Linked DNA regions of Nomascus leucogenys: region 2 is linked to region 1. A link is a contact called in public Hi-C data. All regions are on one chromosome and are shown on one strand. The core of a region is the stretch at or near the end of the contact, and the rest is flanking DNA. Distances in the headings are between cores, read along the strand shown. Region 1 has its middle 45 kb from the start of FGD2. Region 2 has its middle 17 kb from the start of PIM1.

Region 1 (4,423 bases), core at 617-3,116:
GAGGTAATTCCAGTAAAATAAGGTCATGAGGATGGGCCCTGATCCAATCCCAAGAGGAAATGAAGAGAGACATGTGCAGAGGAAAGACCACGTGAAGAGAAAGAAGACGGCTCCCAGACAAAAAGAGACGCTTCCGAAACCAGCCCTGATGACACTGTGCTCCTGGACTTCCAGTTTTCGGAACTGTGAGAAAATAAACTTCTGTGTTTAAACCACCCAGTCTATGATACTTTGTTATGAACACATCATGTTTACTGAAGACATTTTTTTTTTGAGACGGAGTCTCGCTCTGTTGCCCAGGGTGGAGTGCAGTGGCGCGATCTCGGCTCACTGCAACCTCCATCTCCCAGGTTCAAGCAATTCTCCTGCCTCAGCCTCCTGAGTAGCTGGGACTCACTTTGCTTCCACGCCCAGCTAATTTTTTGTATTTTAGTAGAGACAAGGTTTCACCCTGTTGCCCAGGCTGGTCTCGAACTCCTGAGCTCAGGCAATCCACCCGCCTTGGCCTCCCAAAGTGCTAGGATTACAGGTGTGAGTCACCATGCCTGGCCCTGAAGACACTTTTTAATGTATACTTCATATAAGACTGAGAAAATGTCCATTGTCCAAAACAAAGACATTTTCTGGTGGTGCCTCTGAGGTATAGAGCTAATGGCAATTATGCGGACTTTGGGCACCTCCAGCCCCCAGGCACCTCCACTGCAGGCTGCAGGTTTGCACCCCGGCCTTCCCAGCAGGCAGAGGTCCAGAAGGAATTCCACCATCCCACAAGCCTGGAGAGCCCGGATCTCAGCTCCTGGTGGGGCCCCAGGTCCCTGTGCAGAACTGCAGCCTGGCTCTGAGGCCCTGTCCTGTCTCATCAGTCACCTCTGCCGGGACCTTTGGGACCTGCTTTCGTCTGTCTGACACTCCTATCACAGGGGTCTTCCTGCCTCCCAGACCGGACCCCATCTCTATCCCCAGAGGTTCTAGCTCACCCCCTCACCACCACCCTGCTGCTACTAGACCCAGGGATGTTGTTTCTGGCCTGCAGGAAATTCACTGTCTCCATATCCCCAGCCTGTCTTCCAAGGGCACTAGAGGCCCAGGCATTCTTATTCTTGAGGCCACATGCTTCCGCGTGTCAAATATATTCAAATGCACCCACATGCATCACATATAATTTACATAAACCATAGGAGTTAAGTTGCAAGTGTCTAGTTAACATTTTGTAGTCGTTTAATAATTTCACTCTTAACAGTTTACTTCTCTACTTTTGATGCTAATGATGGTCCCCTCCCTGCTGTGGCTCAGGTGTTGCCATGGGCCTTTGCCACTGCTCATGGCTGGGGCACCTCAGTTATGGACCCAGCTGTGGGCCATGCCCAGGGTCCCTTCTAAGGAAGTCCAGGCATGCACTGGTGTGCCTGACCCAGGGGAGCCCTCCAAACCATCCAACATCCAGGTACAATGGCCCGGTCTCTGTGCAGTGCTGTAGGGCAAGAGGGGCGGCCCATTTCCAAGCCAAGATGGCCTCCTCCTCCTCTCTACACTTGCTCCTTGGCTAGCTCACTCATACCTTCACTTGCTTCCAGCAGATTTTCCACTATGCAAGAAAAGCTAAGGGCTAAGAGGGTCCCTTGCCATCATAGAATCCAAAAGTCCTTCCCATTACAGAGATAAGAAAACGGAGGCCCCGAGAATGAAGGGTGACCTTCAGGTGCATCCTTGCATTTTGTGGAATTTGAATGTGGAACTCTGCCCTGGGCTGAGGTTGAGATTTTGCAGTTGCTCAAGGGGAACCCTGGAAGCAAAGTGTATCCACCCTCCTCAGACCACTGAGACCCTCAGGTTTGTCTTCATCCCAGGTCAGTGGACTTCTCCCAGGTTTTGTTGTCTTCTCTCGGCAACACCCTGCTGAAGCCAGGGGGAAGGCTGGAGCTTTGTCCCAGGTGCTGGGTATCTAGGATTATCAGATAAAATGCAGGATGCCCAGTTACAATTGAATTTTAGATAAATAATAAATAAGTTGTTTAGCATGAAGGTGTCCTAAATGTTGCTGTTTATCTGAAATTCAAATGTAACTGGGCATCCGGCATTTTTATGTACTAAACCTGGCCACCCTGTAAGTATCCCATTTCGTTTGGGCCAGGCCCCTCCCCGCTGCAGCTGTGAGTTTTCCTGCCACCCAACAGCATGAGTCACACAGCTGTGGACCTCCAGGCAAATGTTTTTGAACAGAACAGCATCACGGTTTAGGGGAACCCCCTCGCTGTCCCCATAACACATGCTTCAGCAGAGCAAAAACCTTAAAACAACATCTCTGGGAGGAAAATAAAGAAGGCACCAAGAGTTCCCAACGACTCGGGGAAGGCCCCAGCCATGGCCACATTAGTGCAGCCAAGATGGCCACTACTAGATGGCTGGCTCTTCACCTCTGGGAGAGGCACAGCTGGCTTTGACAATCGTGGGAAATTGGAGACCAGACCTTCCCAGCCAACTCCTGTCAAGGTCTGATACTCGTCCTTCCCCACCTTTCTGAGAAGAGGCCTACGAGGAAGAGTGGGCTCATGGGCTATGTGAGCCGAGCTGTAGGATCATGATTGCATCACTGTGGGGATTACAGGAGGAAATTAATGTAAAATGCTTGGCCCAGTACTTGGTGCACAATAAGCACTTGCAATCAATGGTGGCTATTGTTGTAAGAATGTCAGGACATGCACTTGGCCATCAAGCCAGTGGGTCTTCTGAAGCGGGTGAGCTCGGAATTCTCTGGGTGCCCATGGTTTGTTGCCCCTCAGAAAGCTGTGGGCCTCTAATATGGGCATACCCCCTGGACTGGAATCTGCATTAAGCCAGTGTCATCTGTCAGCTCTTTGTTTGGGTTAGTTGTTTTTTTGTTTTGTTTTGTTTGAGACAGAGTCTTGCTCTGTTGCCCAGGCTGGAGTGCAGTGGTGTGATCACAGCTCACTGCAGCGTCGACTTGCCGGGCTCTAGCAATTCTCCCACCACACCCTAGTAGCTGGGACTATAGGCTCACACCACCACGCCCAGCTAATTTAAAAAAAAAAATTTTTTTAAGAGACAAGGTCTCACTGTGTTGTCCAGGCTGGTCTTGAACTCCTGGGCTCAAGTGATCCTCCTGCCTTGGCTTCACAAAGTGCTGGGACTATAGACACGAACCACCACGGCCAGCCCTGGGTTAGATTTTTAGTCACTCAGCAGGGTCCTGAGGAAGCTGGACTCAGAAGAGTTCAGCTTTGAAGGTGGAAGAAGCAAGTTTTCTACCTGGGATGCCCCCGAGGGTAGCAGGCCATACTTCCTAAGTGTGTGTGTTGGTGGGGTGGGGGGGTATCAAGGAGTGTGTCCCTGGAGGAGGGAGAAAGGAGGGGGCATGGGAAGGGGCCTGTGGAATGCACGTGTCTCATTTCCTCTTTCGGAATGTCCACTGTGGGCCCCAACAAAGGAGCTTCGGTTGGAACTGGGGTGAGGAAGCCCTCAAAGGTCAACCTCTCTTCCTTTAACACTTGGCTCTGCTGAGGGCCCTGGGGTTGGAACACCCACCTTCTTAGAAAGAAACTGAAAGGCCTAAGGAGAAACTCCGCCACTTCCCCTTCCTCGGTAAGAGGAACTTGGCGTTGCCCTGACAGGAAAGTCTTGGTGGGGCTTCTCGGAAGCCGCCACCGCTGCACTGCCGAGCAAAACCACGGGTCAGGGGCCGGGCCGGGGGCCAGGCTAGTGAGGACTGGCCATTGATAAAGTCACAGGCTCCATCTAAGCCCATGGGCAGAACTGGGGAGCTGCCAACATTTCCTCTTCCAGCACCACCTGCCAACTCCTGTTTGGGAGCCACCAACCCCTCAGCTCTGCCAATGGGTCCCTCCCCACTCCCACCAGCCCTTCAACCAGGATCGTCCTGTGTCTGCGTTCTGGACCCCCAGCTATGCCCACCACCCAGCAAAGCTCATCCATCCAGCTCCCATCCCCCAGAGAGGCACCGACTCTCCTGTGGGGGCCTGGGGGACCTCATGGGCATGTGGAGCTGTGTTTTGGAATAGGTCACGCCCTGTGAGCTGCTTCAGATGGCCTAATAGATTAAGAAAAAAGGTCTTTTGCTGGGCATGCAGGAATGCTTGACTTAACAGTGACTGCTATCTGCTGCGTCCATTTGGAGACCAGAAACAGGCTTCTCTCTGGGACTGGGGATGCCTCTCCTCTTCCTTGATAGATCCAGGAGCAGCTGCCGTGGCAAGGGGGACAGTGCACAGGGACACATCACATCTCAGGCCAGCCCCAAAGGGGCCGAGAGACCCTTGGGTCCTAAAGGTCCCAAAGCTTATTTGTATAAGCTTATTTGTACTCAGCTATAATATAAACGTGTCAGGATGGTGTGGCACCAGAGCCCGGCCACCACTGTGGGGACAGGGTCCAGCCTGCACGGCCT
Region 2 (4,621 bases), core at 1,021-3,520, 98 kb after region 1:
GATTACAGGCACGCGCCACCACGGGACAGCTAATTTTTTGTATTTTTAGTAGAGACGGGGTTTCACTGTGTTGCCCAGGCTGGTCTTGAACTCCTGACCTCAGGTGATTCACCTGCCTCAGCCTCCCAAAGTGCAGGGATTACAGGCATGAGCCACCACGCCTGGCCAGCCTCTGACATTCTTATTCTGATTTATATTATCCTTGAGTCTTCAATTTTTTTTGCCTTGAAAAATATTGCCATTTTGTATGGTCTTTTAAAAAGTCACCATAGTACTATATGTGTGTTGAATCGATTCAAATATTACAGTAAAATTTCACAGTAATCCCATCTCCCAGAGAGGACCAATATAAATAATTTAATTATCGTTTTTAAATCACCCCATACTGAGTGCCTATGATATAATTGCCATAATTGCCAATTATTGAGCTATATCTAGGAGAGAGCTATTATTAGCCTCAAATTACAGATGGGGAAACTGAGTCTTTAGAATTTAAAATTACACAACTCCTAAGTGGCCAAGTCAGGATTGAAACCTACCTCTGTCTGACTCCAAAACCTGTACTCATGTTGAGCATGAAAGAGTAATTTCTGGCCCAGTGCAGTGGCACATGCCTGTAATCCCAGCACTTTGGGAGGCCGAGGCGAGTGGATCACCCAAGGTCAAAAGTTTGAGATCAGCCCGGCCAACATGATGAAACCCTGTCTCTACTAAAAATACAAAAAATGAGCTGGGCGTCGTGGCAGGCGCCTGTGATCCCAGCTACTCGGGAGGCTGAGGCAGGAGAATCACTTGAACCCGGGAGGCGGAGGTTGTAGTGAACTAAAATTGCACCATTGCACTCCAGCCTGGGCAACAAGAGCGAAACTCTGTCTCAAAAAAAACAAAAGAGAGTAATTTCTTGAACACTTTAATAGCTAATATCTAAAGACTATTAAGACTCACCCAAAAATAAGATTTTCTTGTCATAGGCTGGGCTTGGATGGGAGTTCTTGGATTTCAGAGTCAGTTTTTTTGTAAAATCTTTTTTTCTTGAGATGGAGTTTTGCTCTTGTTGCCCAGGCTGGAGTGCAATGGCGTGATCTCGGCTCACTCCAACCTCCGCCTCCCAGGTTCAAGTGATTCTCCTGCTTCAGCTTCCCAAGTAGCTGGGATTACAGGTGCCCGCCACCACATCCAGCTAATTTTTTTTATTTTTAGTAGAGATGGGGTTTCACCATGTTGACCAGGCTGGTCTCGAACTCCTGGCCTCATGATCCATCTGCCTTAGCCTCCGAAAGTGCTGGGATTACAGGTGTGAGCCACCGCGCCTGGCTCGCTCCTTCCTTCCTTTCCTTTCCTTCCTTCCTTCCTTCCTTCCTTTTCTTCCTTCCTTCTCTTTCCTTCCTTCCTTCTCTTTCCTTCCTTCCTTTCTTTTCTTTTCCTTTCTTTTTTTTTCTCTTTCTTTCTTTCTCTCTCTTTCTTTCTTTTTTCTCCATCTCTCACTTTCTTTCTTTCTTTTTTTTTTTTGACAGTCTTAGCCAGGCACAGTGACTCATGCCTGTAACCCCAGCACTTTGGGAGGCCGAGGCAGGAGATCACTTGAACTCAGGAGTTTGAGATCAGCCTGGGAAACATGGTAAATCCCCATCTCTACAAAAAACACAAAAATTAGCCAGGCATGGTGGCACATGCCTGGAGCCCCTGCTACTCGGAAGGCTGAGGCAGGAGGATCACTTGAGCCTGGGGAGCTGGAGGCTGCAGTGAGCTGTGATCGCATGCCATTGCACCCCAGCTTGGGCGACAGACTGAGAATCTGTCTCAAAAAAAAAAAAAAAAAAAAAGTGAAAAACAGAGAATCTTGCTCTGTTGTCCATGCTGGAGTACAGTGGCACAATCTCAGCTCACTGCAAATTCCACCTCCTGGGCTCAAGTGATCCTCTCTCCTCAGCTTCCAGAGTAGCTAGGACTATAGGTATGTGCCACCAGCCTGGCTAATGTTTGTATTTTTTTGTAGAGACAGGGTTTTACCATGTTGCCCAGGCTGGCCTTGAACTCCTGGGCTCCAGTGATCTCCCTGTCTTGGCCTCCCAAAGTGCTGGGATTACAGGTGTGAGCCACTGTGCCTGGTGTAAAATTTTCATAAAGTGTATTAGTCTGCTAGAGCTGTCGTAACAAAGGGCTACACAATCTGGATGCCTTAAACAACAGAAATTAAATTTTGATACAATTCTGGAGATTAGAAGTCCAAGGTCCTGATGTCTGTAGGGTCAGTTTCTTTTGAAGCCTCTCTCCTGGGCTTGTAGACAGCTGTCTTCTCAGGGGTAGAGCATTTGACTGCAGATGGCTGTCTTCTCCTCCCTGTATTTTCTTTTTTTTTTCCTCTTTGTTATTGTTTGAGACAGGGTCTTACTCTAGCCCAGGCTGGAGTGCGGTGATACAATCATGACTCACTACAGCCTGGAACTCCTAGGCTGAAGCAATCCTCCCTCTTCAGCCTCCTGAGTAGCTGGGACTACAGGTGCATACCACCATGCCTGGTTAATTTAAAAAATATCTATTTTTTGGTAGAGACCAGGGTCTTACTATATTCCCCGGGATGGTCTTGACCTCCTGGCCTCAAGCAATCCTCATGCCTTGTCCTCCCTGGATTTTCTTTTCTTTTTTCTTTTTTTTTTTTTTTGAGACAGAGTCTTGCTCTGTCGCCCAGGCTGGAGTGCAATGGTGTGATCTCGGCTCACTGCAACCTCTGCCTCCCGGGTTCAAGCAATTCTCCTGCCTCAGCCTCCCAAGTAGCTGGGATTATAGGCGCCCGCCACCGCATCCAGCTAATTTTTTTGTATTTTTAGTAAAGATGGGCTTTTACCATGTTGGCCAGGCTGGTCTTGAACCCCTGTCCTCCCGTGAGCCGCCCGCCTTGGCCTCCCAAAGTGCTGGGATTACAGGCATAATCCACCACACCCAGCCTCATCTCCTCTTCTTATAAGGATACCAGTCATATTGCATTAGGGTCTACACATATGACCTCATTTTACCCTAATTACTTCTTAAAGGCCCTATCTCCAAATACAGTTATATTCTGAGGTACTAGGGAGTTAGGACTTCTACATGAATTTTGGGGGACGCAATTCAATCCATTACATAAAGAAAACCTAAAAGTATTAATCATCATATGAAAAGAGTTGGATAATGGGATGTTGGTTATCTGCCGAGCCATATTCACTCCTGTGGTTCAGTTTTAGAAATATGTATTAATATATCCACTGTGTTCAAGGCTTGATGCTAGGGAAACAAAAACTCCAAGGACACAGGCTCTGCCTTCAAGGAGTTCACAAACTCTCTGGAGAGCCATGAGACAGACCATGGGTTCTGAAACCCCAAGGTACACCGGAGTCGCCTGGAGTGCTTATTAAAACACAGATCGCTGGGCTCCACCCCCAGAGTTTCTGGTTCAGTGGGCAGGCAGTGGGCCCAATAATTTGCATTTCTGACAAGTTTCCAGGTGCTGCTGGTCCGAAGACCACACACTTTCAGAACTACTGAGCTAGACATATCAAGAGCACGTGTGATGTGTATGATTGAGGTGGCACAGGTGCACGGAGACGAGACCATTTTCTGTTTTCATGCTAAAGCAGTTGAGGAGACAACTGGGAAAGTCCCTTTGCACCTGAAAATTCCCCAGGAAAAGTTCTAGTTAGCATTTAGACCTTAAACTTGTAAACATATTACAGCAAAAAATATGCATTGCCTATGCCATTAATTTGCCACTTGGCAAATACTACCTTTCATTACTAATTATATCTCTATAAGAGCCTAGGGTAGCAATAAAGTCTGAGTTCACTATCCTTGTTCTGCAAATGCTATGAGAACTTTGGCAAATTACTTCCTGTCTCTGAGATTTGGTTTTGGTCATCTGTAAAATAGAGATTAGGGCAGTCAAGGTGGTTTGCACCTGTAGTTCTAGCACTTCGGGAGGCCAAGGTGGGAAGATTGCTTGAGGCCAGGATTTTGAGACTAGCCTGGGCAACAGAACAAGACCCCCATCTCAAGTTATATTTAAAAATGTTTTTGAGACAGGTTCTCATTCTGTTGCCCAGGCTGGAGTGCAGTGGTGTGATCATAGCTCACTGCAACCTCAAGCAATCCTCCCACTTCAGCCTCCTGAGTGGCTGGGACCACAGTCGCATGCCACTACGCCCTGCTAATTTTTTAAAAATTTTGGGGGCTGGATGTGTTGGTTCAGGCCTGTAATCGCAGTACTTTGGGAAGCTGAGGCTGGTGGATCACTTGAGCTCAGGAATTTGAGACCAGCCTGGGCCACATGGCAAAACTCCGTCTCTACAAAAAATACAAAAATTAGCTGGTCATTGTGGCATGTGTCTGTAGTCCCAGCTACTTGGAAGGCTGAGGTGAGAGGATCACTCATGCCTGAGAGGTTGAGACTGCAATGAGCCGAGGTTGTGCCACTGCACTCCAGCCTGGGCGACAGAGTGAGACTGTCTCAAAAAAACAACACACATATCCACACAACAACTCCACAGACAAATTTTAGGTAGATACAGGGTCTCACTCTTGTCCAGGCTGGTCTCAAACTCCTGGGTTCAGCATTCCTCCTGCCTCGGCCTCCCAAAGTGCTGGGATT

What was found. Hi-C and Micro-C count contacts between places; a contact is called where the count stands out from the background.
Region 2: a contact with region 1 is called in a Hi-C map of a lymphoblastoid cell line, with 3 times the contacts expected there. The contact joins two enhancer-like sites. A contact is called at or near these places in 2 of 4 Hi-C or Micro-C datasets (a lymphoblastoid cell line and an unstated tissue).

What each region holds. Positions count from the first base shown.
Region 1 is chr17:692,950-697,372 of Asia_NLE_v1, forward strand. No RefSeq gene overlaps it. Among named protein-coding and RNA genes, the nearest start is that of FGD2, 45 kb to the left of the region's middle. Within about 2 kb of position 1,867, the one cell type or tissue checked has an H3K27ac peak away from gene starts, as active enhancers do. A contact at or near this core is called in a lymphoblastoid cell line, where this site is marked.
Region 2 is chr17:790,826-795,446 of Asia_NLE_v1, forward strand. No RefSeq gene overlaps it. Among named protein-coding and RNA genes, the nearest start is that of PIM1, 17 kb to the right of the region's middle. Within about 2 kb of position 2,271, the one cell type or tissue checked has an H3K27ac peak away from gene starts, as active enhancers do. A contact at or near this core is called in a lymphoblastoid cell line, where this site is marked.